Regions from separate parts of the Mus musculus genome. Here region 2 is linked to region 1. A link is a contact called in public Micro-C data. All regions are on one chromosome and are shown on one strand. The core of a region is the stretch at or near the end of the contact, and the rest is flanking DNA. Distances in the headings are between cores, read along the strand shown. Region 1 overlaps Gm36038 (a long non-coding RNA gene). Region 2 overlaps Rbm38 (RNA binding motif protein 38).

What was found. Hi-C and Micro-C count contacts between places; a contact is called where the count stands out from the background.
Region 2: a Micro-C map of the G1E-ER4 cell line shows a contact between it and region 1, with 3 times the contacts expected there. The contact joins two enhancer-like sites. A contact is called at or near these places in 1 of 15 datasets of contacts at CTCF or cohesin (the G1E-ER4 cell line) and 3 of 484 Hi-C or Micro-C datasets (all in the G1E-ER4 cell line).

The regions. Positions count from the first base shown.
Region 1 is chr2:172,586,530-172,594,214 of GRCm38.p6, reverse strand. Gm36038 (a long non-coding RNA gene) reads right to left here. Exons shown (of 3, transcript XR_867065.1): 2 at 4,960-5,202. Among named protein-coding and RNA genes, the nearest start is that of Gm36038, 13 kb to the right of the region's middle. Within about 2 kb of position 3,379, at least 14 of the 459 cell types and tissues checked have an H3K27ac peak or open chromatin away from gene starts, as enhancers often do. A contact at or near this core is called in the G1E-ER4 cell line, where this site is marked.
Region 2 is chr2:173,033,685-173,041,369 of GRCm38.p6, reverse strand. It overlaps Rbm38 (RNA binding motif protein 38), which reads right to left. Exons shown (of 4, transcript NM_019547.2): 4 at 6,636-7,685. The coding sequence ends at 7,561. Among named protein-coding and RNA genes, the nearest start is that of Gm36337, 13 kb to the left of the region's middle. RefSeq lists an enhancer at 4,530-6,572. Within about 2 kb of position 2,974, at least 47 of the 459 cell types and tissues checked have an H3K27ac peak or open chromatin away from gene starts, as enhancers often do. A contact at or near this core is called in the G1E-ER4 cell line, where this site is marked.

The sequences.
Region 1 (7,685 bases), core at 2,130-4,629:
AGGGTATTTTCACGACAAAATTCAAACAATAAAACTATTTTCTAAGCTTAATTTCGTGTGTGCGGGATACTTACTACAATAATCTAGAAATAAACTGGGCAGTAGTTGCACATGATTTTAATCCCAGCACTCTTGGTGGCAGAGGCAGGTGGATCTCTGAGTTCAAGGTCAGTCTGGTTTACAGAGTGAATTCCAGGACAGTCAGGGCTACACAGAGAAACCCTGTCTCGAAAAACCAAACCAAACCACAATCATCATCATCGTCATCCAGAAATAGCTATCTGAACCTTCAAAGTACATAGGATGCTTGTTTCTGAAATAATAAGTTTTAGCTTAAAGAAAAATGTTAATAGCACTCGAGGAAGATGAAGGCTGTATACATCTAAGTGTGCATGAGAAGGGTTTGAAGAAGAACACAGAAGTGCCAAGGTGGACAGTTGCCTCTGAGCAGCGATACTTAGCGATAACTTACCAGCCTGGATGCTGGGCAATGGGGGCACATGACACTATCACCTGAATTTATTGCTTGGGAGTTGGCTTGGTCGTGTGTGTGTGTGTGTGTGTGTGTGTGTGTGTGTGTGTGTCTGTCTGTCTGTCTTGTACTTTTCAGGGGAGGTTGTTTGTTGTATTGAGCTGGGTCTCATGTAGGCCAGGCTAGCCTCCAACTCACTAGATAGCCAAGGATGACCTTGAAGTTCGTGTCCCTCACCTCTGCAGCTAGACTACAGGAATTATGGGTGTGTACTACCACACCCGGCCTCTTTTTTTTGTTGTTGTTGTTGTTGTTGTTGTTTAATGCAGAAGAAAAACAAGGACCTAAATCTCTGACCAACCAGAGAAGCACCACTCTGCAGAGATTGAGCCTCACCTCACCTCCACACAAGCTGTCCCTTTCCATCTAACACTCCCAGCCTGGCCGCCATGTTCTGTCTCTACCCCAGCTACTCTTCCTGTCCCTGTGCAAACCTTTCCCCCACTGTGACTGGACCCGATGGCCTCACACCACATCCCTGACAGTCACTAATGAAAAGACAGACAGACCCCTGCAGCTCCTAAATGACTACAAGACAAAGTAGGCACAAACACACAAAGCTGTTGATTCCCAGCTGGCTCTGAGATAGGAACGGGTTCCACCCATGTGTGCCTGGGGCTCCTTAGCTGGACAGGAGAGTCATAGTGGTGACTCTCATGAAGCCCTCCCTGTAGGATGGTGACTTTGGTGTAATAATTGCTGTGGAGCTTGGAAACAAAGTATGTTAAGTGCCCAGCACAGCATCTTACTCAGTAATTGTCTGTTTTTATTCATAACAAAGAATCACTAAAGAAGCAAGCTGGAGGTATAGTGTGTGGGACACACCACTCAAATATCTCTGAGATGTTTGTCACAGTGCCATCCCAATAGGTCCCTTGCCAGGTCATCAAACTCCAAAAAAGAAAAAGGAAAAAGAAAAAAACCCATCATAAGGAGGAGACCGAAGGAGGAAGCCACAGCCATAAATCACACCCTCCAGACGCTGGGATCTCATTGGCTAGGAAACACACCTGTGGTCTGCAACCCCAAGGAAGCATGGAAAATACAGTCTTCAATAAAGACCCTGGATGGCTGGAGAAAGTTTGGCTCCCAGAACCCACATCAGGCAGTTCACACCCATCTGTGACTCCAGTTCCAGGAGATGCCACATACAGGAGCTCTGCCCCCACAGACACCTGCACCCATGCAGTGTGCACACAGAGACACACATAGAACATTTTAAATTAATTAAAAACACCTTTAAATTTTTTCTTTTAAAAGACCAGGGTAGCTAAGATGCCTCTGAGAGTATAGGTACTTGCTATGGTAGTTCATGCCTGTAACCCCGTATCAGAGACAGGAGGGTTACAAGTTCAAGGACACCTTGGTCTTCTGCATATTGACCCATGACCTGAGTTTGATCACCACAACTCTCATGGTAGGAGAGAACTGATTCCAGAAAGTTGTTCTCTGACCTTCACGTGCACTCACATGTGCACTCAAATGCACACACATGCGTGCACACACAAACAAATATATAAAAAAAGGTCTTTGTGCCATGCTTCATTAGAAGCAGAGATCAGAGATGGCAGTGCTCAGCTCTCATGCCAGTTCTGGGAGGTGGAGCCTGGAGGATCAGGAGTTCAAAGTCACCCTCAGCTATGCAGCAAGGACAAGAACAGCTAAAGCTACTTGAGACTCAAGACAGGTCAAAAAAAAGGTAAGGGAACCAAAACCTAGAGCCTGGGAGACGGTTCAGTTGGTAAAGGTGCTTGCTGCCAAGCCTAAAGGCCTGAATTTAATCCCCGAGATCCACGGGGGGAAAGAAAAGAACTGCCCAGGTTCTATACACACATACACATACACACATACACACACATATACACACACAGACACACAGACACATTTACACACACATACACACAGACACATATATACACACAGACACACAGACACATATATACACAGAGGACACACAGACACAGACATACACAGACATACATACACAGATACAGACACACAGACAGATATATACACATATACACACAGAGATACATACACACACATACATATACACACACATACACACAATTTTAAAAGACACTCTGGTGTTCACTTGTGAAGAACCTGAGTGGCAGTGTTGGTTACACCTCCTGTATACAGCCTCTGAGGGTTTTGCTTGGGCAGAATACAGGCCCCATAGACAAACCCGGTCCTACTCCCAAGAACCCAACATCATACTGAAAGGAAGTCAGTCTTCGTCACAGAGTATAAACCAAGAGGTGCAGGCTGCCTTGCACAGATGGGGCCTGCTCTCGAGTTCCCACACTACAATCAGCAACAGGGGCATCCTTAGTAAGACGGAGCTGGTCCTGATAGCACATGTCTGTCACTCCACCTAAGGAAGAATTGCTGCAAGTTCAAGGACAGCCTTGCCTACATCATGAGCTCCATGCTAACCAGTACAACACAGAAAACAAAAAAGATAACACAGACATGAAGGCAGGTATGGTGGTGCCTCCTGCCAACCCCCTGCTCCAGATGATCATGAGTCTGGGACCGGCTTGAGTTATTACGGAAGACTCTGTGCCCAACAGAAAGGAGGGGCGGGAAATGGGAAACTCCTGATTTTATCTGTGTGCCCTCAGTCACAGGTCTGAGCATGTATGATAAGGGGATGACTAAGCATTTTCTATGGTGGGAGTGAAGATGCTGCCTTTGAAGAAGTGGGAAGGGTCATGGAGAGAGATCTCCTAGGGAGAGTGGGGCCCTGTCGACACCCCATTTCAGCGCAGCCACACTGACTTCACATGCCTGGCTTCTGGAACCTTCAATGACTAAAGCTTCTGTTTAATCTCCCAAGGGCGCGTGGGAGTTTTTGGAAGCATGCAGCCCCAGGTTCCTGCTCCTCGTCTGGACAGCACAGGCAATCCAAAGGGCACCACCTCTGAGAGAAGCCGAGGTTCCCCTCCCCCTTAGCATTTCGGGATAGAGACCCCTGTCCTGGGCATCAACAGACCACTGGTGCCTACTAGGCAGCGCCCCAGACAGCAGCAGAGAGTAAGGGACCAGACTGGAGGGAGCAGAGGCCTAATTGAAGTGTGAGCTCACAGGGAGGGGTATTTACTCTAGGTCAGCCATCAGCAATTCTGAGGGGTGCCCACGCGCTGAGCCAGGAGGTTTGGAGTGTCCCTGGTGAGCTCCTGCTGCTGGGGCAAGGTCCTGGCTTGTGTGTACGTTTCAGCCTTCTGCTTTCTTCCCAGAGCCTCCACCTCCCCCACTTGTGTGCGTTCTTTCCATCACATCCTGAGCCTTACAGAACTGTGTCACTGAAGGCTGGGCTCAGAAGCCACCAGCCCCCTAGGGAAGGTTCTAGAATGCACCCCTTACTTAGCTGGAATCCTATTCATCTCCGCGTCCTTTTTGTTTCCCCACATGAACATCTTCAGCCTCCATCCCTGACCTCCCTGCCCCCACATCCTCACCCTCCCTGTTCTCCAGTCTCTCGTCACTTCTGGTGCCCACGTTGGCTCCTCAGCCCTTTCCTTGTGCTGACGTAACCCCTTCCATAGGTGAACAGCATGCCGTGCATGTCTCACCGCTGTCTTGTCTTGAGTTAAAGAACATCCATCCCATCGCCAGCCAGAATCGCTGTCCAGCTAGAGGGTGACCTTGTTTGGAAAGAGCCTTTCTGGATGAAACTAAAGTGAGGTCAGGCGGAACCAGAGCAAAGACCATATGAAATAACCGTTGTCCTTATAGGACAAGACTTCACATGCTGACAGGAGGGGGACAGAGACAGAGGGAGGGCTAAGGTGAGCCAAGGCACACTGAGGATCTCCCAAACCATCAAGAGTTGGAGGAAGCACTAAAGGACCTTCCCCTAGAACCATTAGGGGGTGTGGCTGAACACCCATCTTGGGATATTGTAAGAATGAGCACCTGTTGTTTTAGCGCTGTTTTGGTCAGACCAGCTCCTACCCTGCCAGTAGGGCCCTGGGACACCAGGGATTCAGGGTAAAATAGAGCCAGTCTCCTAGACTGCCACACTCTCTCAAGCTTGGTCACAGCTCCAACTCTAGCTTCATCTCCTGCCTCCTGCCCCCTGTTCAGCTCCATCTCATTGCTGGTCTCTAGTTCTAGCATGTTCGCTGCCTCCACAGACTGATCATTCGCCTCCTCTGTCTGGAACTCTCTGTTGAGAGGCATCTCGGTAGCAGTTAATATAGAGACCCAGTTATAAGTCTCTACATCTCTGTTTCCCTTAGCTCAAAACTAAATGGACCTAGCAGAAAAGAGGTGTGACCCAGCAGGGAATGGGCTCCCATGTTCACTGATCCTTCCAGAACCTTCCATGTGCGTTGTTTCCAAGTATCTAGTCAATGTTATATACTTGAGCACAGTATACCCAAAAGACTGGCCATATATGGGCTTTCTGCACAGCCTACCTGTTTTGGCTCCAACTCTGAACATGGCTTGTTGGGTGTCTCCCATCTGGCACCAACACAGCTGAATTCTGTGACTTCCAGGTTGTGGATCTTTGGCTTGCTTCACTTTCCCTGGTAAAAAGGCTCTTTGTTGTTCTCAGGAAGTGTCACAGGAACAATGGGCAGTTAACTTCATTCCTTTCTTTGGCTGGACTGGGGTGGGGGCCAGAGCGGGGCAAAGAGGGGAGGTTCCCCTCCAGATTTCTAGTGGGGTGGAGGAGAGAGTCATCAGTCAAAGTTCCCTGGGAATGCAAGCTCCTGAGAGCCTAAGGTGGCCTTAGTTGTGCCCTAGATCCCAGACCTGAGGTGCCAAGTGGATTCATTACAGCCGACTCTGGTTCTGAGTCTAGTGTCCACTCAACTCTCTCCCACTTTGCTGTTCCCCTTAATTTCTTGTCTGTTAATCTGCTCTGTGCCCAAGTGCTCTCACACAGTTCATGGAGAACAAGGAGTGCCTGAGCCTGTAAGATCCCTGGCTCCTGGATTCACAAGGAGGCACATGACCTACCTGAGCCAATGACTCACAGGTCAATAGCTCTGGGCCCTGACAGTCCCTTGTGCTGGTGTCAGGAGGCCAGGGTGGCCTCGTAGCTGCTGGCACATTGTCAACAGCTTGAAAAAGGTGAAGAGAGAGAAACCTGGCATCACCGTCATCCCAGCACCCCTAAAGCCAGACTCCAGCCCTCCTGCATCATTGCCTTCTCTCAATCATTCATTTCATTGATCTTTTATCTTTATATAAGCTCTATGGGGGCCTGAGAGGTGGCTCAGTTAAGTCACATAAGCCCACAATCTGAGGTTGAGCCCTGAAATCCACATAAAGTTTGAAGGAAAGAACCAGTTCCTCAAAGTTGTCTCTGATCTGTGACATGCATGTGCTCCCCAGCACAGGTACACACACGAGTGCACACACACACGAGTGCGCACACACACACACACACACTCATACATACATACATATATATATACATACACACACACATACACTCACACACACACTCACACACATACACACACACATACTCTCACACACACACTCATACATACATACATATATACATACACACACACACATACACTCACACACATACACACTCACACACATACTCTCTCTCACACACACACATACATACATACATACATACATATATACATACATACACACACACATACACTCTCATACACATACACTCACACACACACACACATACACTCTCACACACATACACTCACACACACACACACACACATACACTCTCACACACATACACTCACACACACACATACTCACACACATACACACACACACACACACACACACACACACACACAAACACCATACACTCACTCAATAATAATAAAATAACAATAATAGTTTGTCCTGAGACAGGATCTCATTACATAGTTCCTACTGGCTTCAAACTCATAGTCATGTCCTGCCTCTGCCTCCTGAGTGTTGGAACTAAAGGTGTGTACCTCCACGCCTGGCTAAAGCCCAACTTTTAAAATTGTTATTGTTGTTAGTTTTGGGGGGTGTTTGTTTTTGTTGTTGTTGTTGTTACACAGGAATTTTCTGTGTAAAAGCCCTAGCTATCTTGGAATTCATGCTATAGACCAGGCTGGCCTTGAACTCACAGAGATCCACCTGCCTCTTCCTCCTGATTAAAGGCATATGCCACCACGCCCGGTAGCTTTTAAGATTGTTAGTTAGGTTTATAGATGTTTTGAGTTGGCTCTGCCAAGATTATGAATAAATGAATGAGTCAATGAATGAATGAATGATGAGAAAATGGCCAACTCCAGTTCGTTCAAGACAGTGGATGGATATCGTCAACAGCTTTCCACAAAAACAAACCTTTGAGTAGACTGGCAGAATCCGTCCAGAGGGCTCTAGATATCTATAAAAGTCTCCTAAGCCTGGAGTTGCCTTTAGTCCTCTCAATCTCCACGGTCCTTTCCAGGTTGCCTTTTTAGAAAAAATAAAATCTTTGCACATGTCTGTGTGTGTGCATCATGTGCATGTTAGTGTGTGTGTGCAGACACACATGTACCTTGGCATGAGTGTGGAAGTTAGAGGACAGCCTCAGGCGCCAGTCCTCACATACACCTCCTTTGAGATAGTCTCTTACGGTGCCAACTATGTAAGCCAGGGTGGCTGCCCCGCAAGTGGAGGAGGTGTCTCCTGTCTCTCCCTCCCACCTTGCCCATGGAGTTCTGGGATCATGGACGCCTACTGCATCATCTGGCTTCATGCAGGTTCCAGAGGTCCAGACTCAGGTTCTCCAACTTTTGAAGCAAGTGATTTGCCCAGGAAGCCATTTCTGCAGCCTCTAGGGTGGCCCATTCGGTAGTTTCTGCACTTCTGTTCCCTGAATTAACACAGCAGGTCCACCCTCGGCCACCCGAGTGTCTTCTCTCCTCCTTCACTGTGTGTGGTTTCTCCAGCCTCACCAGACTTCAGAGGGGAATAGAATGGAGGGAAAGGGGCTTAGGACAGACTTTCAGCTGTAGCAGCTCCCGAGCTGTGCCCTGGTTACCAACCACTCCATCAGGGAGGTTCCCAGTCTTGTCCTTGCCACCTCCCGACCCATCTTACAGGGGTCTTGGCCTCTAAGACTCCTGCCACACTGTAGGACACTTCCTTTGTGGCCAGTGTGACCAAGCAGCCTCACTTACATACAGCTTGG
Region 2 (7,685 bases), core at 1,725-4,224, 450 kb before region 1:
TGGTTCTATGGGCCACAGCTGAGCTGCATCGCCCTTGCCTAGGCTTGTGAAGTATCAGTCTTCATGCAGGAGTTCTGGAGCAGATGTTCCTGCTTCGGGGGGCTTCTATGGCTGGAGAATTGTTTAAGTTAAATTTTGTTTGTTTGTGACGGGTTCTTACTTAGCCCAGGCTAGCCCTGAACTCAAACTGTAGCCAAGAATAATCTTGAACTTCTTAAGCTCCTGCCTCCTGGGTGCTAGGATTACAGAAGTGTACCACCACGCCCAGTTTATACAGGGCTGGGGATTGAACCTGGTTGTACAGGCTCTTCCTTATGCCACGGCCCCAGCCTATAAAGTTCTTCAGGACTCATTCATAGAGGAAGTGAAGCTGGCACTGTCATGGTGGGCCAGAAACAGAAACACTCTACCTCCTCTGAGCTCAATGTTCAGGATGGGGAGAGAGAGCAACTAATGGGTCTCATGACCTAAACCAGGGGTCAAACCCAGAGGCTTGCTGAGCAGTGAGAAGGCGGCAAGGGAGTGCCTGGTGGGGTGGCAGGGATTGTCAGGGAAGGGCACTGAGGGCAGAGGAAAGTGCATGTGCAAAGGTCCTGTGGTTGAGAGGTGCTCTGGCCAGGAGCACATCCCTCCTGACTGCTCTCTCCACAGACATTATTAAGCACCAAGTGTGTTCTAGACATGGTATTTGGGTTCTGGAATGACAAAACCCTGTTCTGCATTGGGATCACAGGGTCCAGCTGAGTCACACTCCTGGCCCTCCAAGGCCAGTAAGGCCCTCCAAGACTCAGTAAAGAAGTGCTGGCTGAGGCCTTCCTCAGCCCCTCCTTAAGCCTGACACTTTCTACAAAGCTCCGTCCACCCACCCTGAGCCAGGATCTCTCTGCAGGTACTCTGCATGGCCCCAGATAGTGGCACTTATGTATGGGAGATTCTGAGGTGCTCCCCCCGCCACAGTGCTCCCAGACACACAGTAGGCTGTGCCTGCTTCCCAGACAAAGGTGAGTGTGGGTGTGACATGTCACCTGTCTGCCATGCCCAGGCCCCACGCCCCCACCCTAGCTAGATTCCTGCGACTCAGGGCTAGATGGTGCCACCCCATCACTTTTTGTTGTTCCTGGACCCCAAGTGACCCATCAGCCTAGCCCCTCAGTTCCTCCTTCATGAATGTCTATTTTTGTTTCACGTGTATTGGTGTTCAGCCTGCATGTGTATCTGAGGGTGCCAGATCTTCTGGAACTGGAGTTATAGTTACAGTTGTGAGATACCATGCAGGTGCTGGGAATTGAACCTGGGGCCTCTGGAAGAGCAGCTAGTGCTCTTAAATACTAAGTCATCTCCCCAGCCCCCAAATGACCTCTTCACTTCCAGTTGGCCTCCCCTCCAGCCACTGTGGACACATCCCTCCAATACATCAAACCCCATCCCACCAGGACCTGTGTGTGTGGTGTGTGCTTCCTTCTGCCCCATGCATGCTCTTAGCATGCACTTCTCCGTGGCTCTTCACAGAGGCCTGCCTGATAAGACCCAGAGGCGAGTTCACCATCGCATCGCTCCCTCTTCCATCCTTCCTGCCACTCTTGACAAGGGTCCAAGTCATGTGCTCAGGAAAGTGCAGTTCATGTCCAGGTAGAAATGATGCATTTGTTGGGGACCTGGGACACACTGGCGCACTGTTTGCTCAGAGGTGGCATCCGCTGCCCTCTGCTCCTGATGGCGAGTGTGAAGTCCTCTCTGCAGAACCTGGGGTGTTCTGGGGCTCATCATCTGCAGTCAGTGGTAAGGGGGTCCACCTTTGCACTGAGCCAGCCCTCAGCCTCACAGGGGGTCAGTGTGGCTGTAAAAGACAGGGTATGACCCACCTTCCTTGAACAGTTATGTAAACCTGGCTGCAGGAGATGTGTGTGTGTGTGTGTGTGTGTGTGTGTGTGTGTGTGTGTGTGTATGTGTGTGTTGCTGGGGATGGACTCCTGGGCTTTGTCCACCCCAACTCTAACACTGAGGTGCATTCCCAGCCCTCCAAGGAGGGGTTCTAAAATACTTTTGTGTACAGTTTCCTCAATTCTGAAAGGTGCTTTTCTGCCCCTCGGCTTCAGTTGTTATATAAGGAACTCCCCCAAACTTTGTGGCTTCCTGTTATACGCTCCTTTGTCTCTGCACAGGGCCTGGCCCCAAGTGCCAATCCTGCATCCTGTGTGGTTGGAAGCTGAGGCAGGAGGATCTCAAGTTCCAGGCTATAACCTGGGATATAGAGTGAAGCCCTGTCTCAAAAACTTAACTAAGAAAACAGCCAATATCTTCTGTGCGCACACAAATCATTCCAGCGCTTCTCTCTCTACTCTCTCTCTCTCGTTTAAAGATTTATTTATTATATATAAGTACACTGTAGCTGTCGTCAGAAGAGGGCATCAGATCCTATTACGTGTGGTTGTGAGCCACCATGTGGTTGCTGGGATTTGAACTCAAGACCTCTGGAAGAACAGTCAGTGCTCTTAACCGCTGAGCCATCTCTCCAGCCCCCATCACTTCTCTCTGTGCGCACACAGACACGCATGCACAAAACCACCCCACTGATTCTCTATCAGAGTATGTTTATCTGTATTGCAAGTGACAAGTATTTGTTGATTTACTTACATTCCCTTTGAGACAGGGTCTCACTGTGAAACAGAGGCTGGCTCCAAACTCAAGGTAATCCTCCTGCCTCAGTCTCCTGAGTACTGAGATTATTTATAGGCTTAAATTGCAAAACCCAATCTCTATTCTTAAAATTCCTCTAAGAATGCCCCCATCACCAGGCAGGGGCCAGCAGGTGGCACCCAGGGCTTTCTGAGCCGTGGGTCATGCAGGAGCTGGGGGTGGGGTGGTATAAGCTCCCCATCTCTGTTCTCAACCCCTGTGAGCAGCCAGAGGTAGAATACCAGGCTGATAGGCAAAGCCCGACTCTTTATCAGCAGCCCCAGGAGGTACTGGGAGGGCAGGTGCCAGCCCCTCCCCCAGCCCGAGGAGACACCCAGAACACAGAGCTCTCCGAAGCTGTATCTAGACACACCAACCTGTTTCCTGGGGTCCTGGCTCAGTGTTTACATGTCTGAGGAAAAACACCAGTGTGACTCAGCAGGCAGGGAGGCCTGTGAGTGGGGGCAACACCCAGCTGGCTGTGGGTGAGGTGGAAGACACAGGGTGGTGGCCTGAACCAGGACCTAAGGTCTCACATGGCTAGATTCAAGGTGCTTGGGCTACAACGGGCCCAGCCACTCTCCAGCACTCTGGCAGCATCTGGGCACTGCTGGATCTTCTGTGCCTTGGATGCCTATCTGGCACAGGAATGGCCAACCTCCCGTGGGATGCCAGGGTCTCAGGGACATGCCAGATGAGCTCACCAGTCCTCAGACTCCAAGGACAGCCTGAGTTCTGGAGACAGGAGGTTGGAACTGGTGGTGTTGCTGTGGATATCTGGAACTATGGCTACTCTCTCAGGGGAGCAGAGGCCTTAAGCTCAAATGGTTTCATGGGAATCGGGTGTAAATCTCACTTCTGCTGACTGCCCAGTCTTTCTCGGGGCTCTGTGAGATGAGTACCGACCTCACCTCAGATTCTACTGGGCAGCTTACCTAAGCCATCTCCTTTCATTTCTGTGATGATCCAGGGAGGTGGGACGTGGTAACTAGTCAGTTTACAGGAGATAGAACTATGGCTGGGTCAATCACCAAGCATCAGGACAGCTGCTGGGGCTCCAGCCCTCATGTCCAAGCTCTAGAGTGGTAGAGCCAGAGACGGCCTGCACATTGGCCCCTCCCACTGTAGCCTGACTGCAGTAGGTCTGTATACTTGATAGAGAAATGGAGACATGAGGAAGGATGGTCACCATGTCCCACCGGGCACTCTTGGGTGCCAGCTGGCCAGTGGACCACAACATAGATGTATAGGCAGGTCAACTCTGCCCCAACCCAGCTCCCTTCAACAGAGAGCTGTCCATCACACTCCCTGGGCGGGAGCTCAGTGAGGAGCCGAGGCAGTGGGAGCAGAAGCATGGGCAGCTACAGCCCCAACCCTGCCCAGGATCACAAATGCCTACACTGGGACTCTGCCCTCTGAGACAAGGGAGATTTATATCTGAGGACCAACCTCTAGTGCAAGGGGAAGCAATTGGCTCTTGTTTAAAACAGACAGACAAGGGCGGTGGTGGCACACACCTTTAATCCCAGCACTTGGGAGGCAGAGGCAGGCGGATTTCTGAGTTCGAGGCTAGCCTGGTCTACAGAGTGAGTTCCAGAACGGCCAGGGCTATACAGAGAAACCCTGTCTCGGAAAAACAAAACAAAACCAAAAAAACCAAAAAAAAAAGCCACAAAAGACAGACAGACACGACAGACAGACACACACACACACTTGAGGACCAGCTTACAACTGATCCTAAGAGCCTCACAGATGTTACCAAGACCCCGTTTGGCTCCCAGCTCACCCTCATCAGCCTGTCCATCAATCAACAAGCCCTGCCCCGCCTCCCTGACAAAACTCAGGGTTATCTGTTCCTAGCCTGCTTCCTCCAGAAAAGCCCCCCTTCCTCCAGAAAGCTCCTGTGGCTCCTGTGACCCAGACAGGGCCCACATCCATTCCTGACCCAATTGCTGGGGTATGGAGCGTGAATGACTGCTCAGCTGGGGACACTAGGTGGCAGGAGGGGGCCCCTTGACCCCACCCAACCACTGGGCCCAGGAAGACTGAAGCTACTGCTAGGCAGAGTGGAGTCAGCCTAGCTTGTGCAGAGGAAACTGAGCCCAGGAAGGACCTGGGAACACACACATGCAAGAGCCCAGGGGACAGAGTGAGCCCGGTGAGGCCTCTGGAGGTGATTTTACAACCACTGTATGGCTCCCCTCCTTAGGGGCCATGACTGCATTGGAGTGCAGGACACTAATGAGTTGGGGCTAAGGAAAGTACCTAGGGCCACAGGCTCCAAATTCAGGTCTCAGGACTCTCTGGGCCTGCATGTTCCCACCCCTGCCAGTCTTCAGGCTGCAGAAGGCCACTCCTGAGAGTCCTCAGCTTGAGACACTGGCTAGAGGCAGTCTTCATGCTTGAACAACAAATAGGATCTGACAGTGACTCGCACATCTTGAGCCCTGAGAGATTCACAGGGGTGGGTGCCCAGGGATGGAGATCCGGGTGAACAGAGGTAGGTCCCCAGAGAAAGGTGGAGACTGCGTGGCCGACCAATGTGGCAACTGGACCTTAGTTAAGCTCTGGGCTCTGGACAAACACTGCGAATGACACCCAACTGAACTTTCCATATAGGATAGCAGTAGGGCTCAGCTCACCTCTCTTGCCTGCTGCCCACCTGCACTTAGCTAGAAGAAAAAGCTCCAGCAGGGAGTAGCAAGTACTGTCCCTGCAGAGAGAAGTCCAGCCCAGGGCCCTGGGTCCTCCCTTCCTGTTCCTCCCAACCAGATCTGGCCCCTCCCCAAGTGACTCCAACTCAAACTGCAGCTGCCAGAGTCCTTACCTACCACACAACACAGATGGCACGCATGGGTCCTGTTCATATTATCCGGGATACCTGGCCATGGGGTATGCGTGCGCATATGTTGCTTTGCAGATAACTGCAAGTGTATACCTGAGCCGAGCCAGATATCTGTATCCACACAGTTGTGTGTGGAGTTTTTGTGTGTATCCTGTGTGTCCCCAGGCCATGTACAAATGCACATGTCCATGGTGGAGCATCAGTCTGTAAGCATGCACATGCATGGGCGTGTGTGTCCCCTGGGTTACACTGTGCACCAGGTCTGTGCTGGCACCTGGAGACACGAATGAGAGAAGTCCTGTCCTTGGGAAAAATCCCTGTTCTGGGACGTGGCCTCTCCTACACCAGATCTTTCACCAAGCTATACCAGGGCCAATGGTGACTCTGCTGGGAAACTGTCCTGTAGCAAGAACAGCAGGTGTCATCACCCTCACTGATGGTAATGTGGTGTGCCCCTGGCTCAAAAAGGCACCTCCAACTTTAAAGTCTCTTAGGCTTGCTCTGTCAAGACCCAGGAGGGCACTGTCCAGACCAGGGGGCTTCCTGCGGGCCTGTTCTTGTGCTGCCACCAGCTGATAAGAGACAGGAAGTATACTGGCTTCGAATGGCCTTCCTGATAACCCTGGCAGTGCCCGCCACCCCTCCCTGGCCCCACACTCTTATCTTCAGCAGCAAATGTCAGCTGTGGGCTGAGAGCCCCACAGTGACCTCCTGACCCTTCAGTGTTTGCAAACTGACACTTAAGAGGTAGAGGCCTGGGATGAAACCAAACCCAGGCCTGTCAGCCCAAACGGGCATGGGCCACAGGAGCAGGGAGAAGGCACATCTCTAAGTCAAATCAGAGGGAAACCAGGGACAGTGCAAGAGAGCAGACCCAGGCCCCCGTCTAAAGACGAGCATCAGGTCAACAGTGACCGTCCCCAGTCTGCTGCTGCAGATACCTACCTTATGGGGCTGGAGCCCTTCCGTTCAGAAGGGGCACACTGGAGCAAGCCCTGCTGGTCACTGAAGCTAGTGATCAGCAGAGGCTGAAGCAGGGTAAGGGTTCCATGGACAGCTGCCAAAAACCCTGGACACAGGACCACCTTGCCATTGAGAAAAACCTCAAACCACCTTTTTCTTTAAAGAAAACAAGTTTTATTTTTTATAATCAGAACATTCTAATAAAAATATTATTATAACATTACTCCCTCTGTCCTCCAGGCCTTGACTAACAGGCATGCTGTGGAGTTCCCGCCCGCACACTGGCTCCCTGAGGTAGGTGTGGAGGGACCCACTGCCCAGCCTGCGGGCAGCCCATGCTGCCAGAGATACCCACTCCTCCCCTCCTAGACGTGGGCTGGACCTTCTCTCTGTGCAGCTAGGTCAGACTGGCACAGGTGACAACGGGAGGGTGGGTGGGCAGAGCCTGCTTGAGGGGCACAGGGCCAGGAAGAAGGCCCCCATGGCACAGCAACAGACACCTGAGAACTCGCCCTGATGGGCACCTCTGCAGGTGAGGCGGGCAGCATCAGCAGACAGGAGCCCAGGGCCCTGCAGGGCCGTGGTCTGGTAATGGCAGCCCTGTGGGGAGGGGGAGCTCCATCAGCGACACTGGCACAGAGAATACTGTCATTGTCTCCACAGTGAACTACTGACCAAAGCCAGTCTCTAAGTACAAAACAGGTTTGGGGTTCTCGGTGCTGATGGTCTTGCCTGCATGGCAGAAAATTCCCAGCAGGACATGGCACAGTGCTTCGACTGAGGGGCAACTGGGGGGAGGTGGGGTCAGGAACCCGGATCCACCAAGAGGACAGTTCCCAAAGAGGAGGGAGGACGTCTGTACACGTCCCAGAGTTAAGGCACCTGGCACGGAGTGGCTGCAGAGCTTCCAGAGTGAGTGTCCCTTCCTCCTCAGGCCCTTCCTCAAGCACGGCAGGGCTGCAGAAGAAACTTGCTGCTGCCTTCAGGGCAGGTGGGCCCGGGGGCCTGAGGAGACCCAAATGGTGGTGGCTCCAGAGGCTGGCAGGTGGCAGCTGTGGCCCTGGGCAGGACGCGCATCACTGCATCCTGTCAGGCTGTAGCTGAGGTGCCTGGTACTGCACGAAGGTGGTGCCTGCAGGTGCAGCAGCAGACAAGGCTTGGGGCACGGCAGCAGGGTAGCCGTAGCCCACGAAGCTGGTGG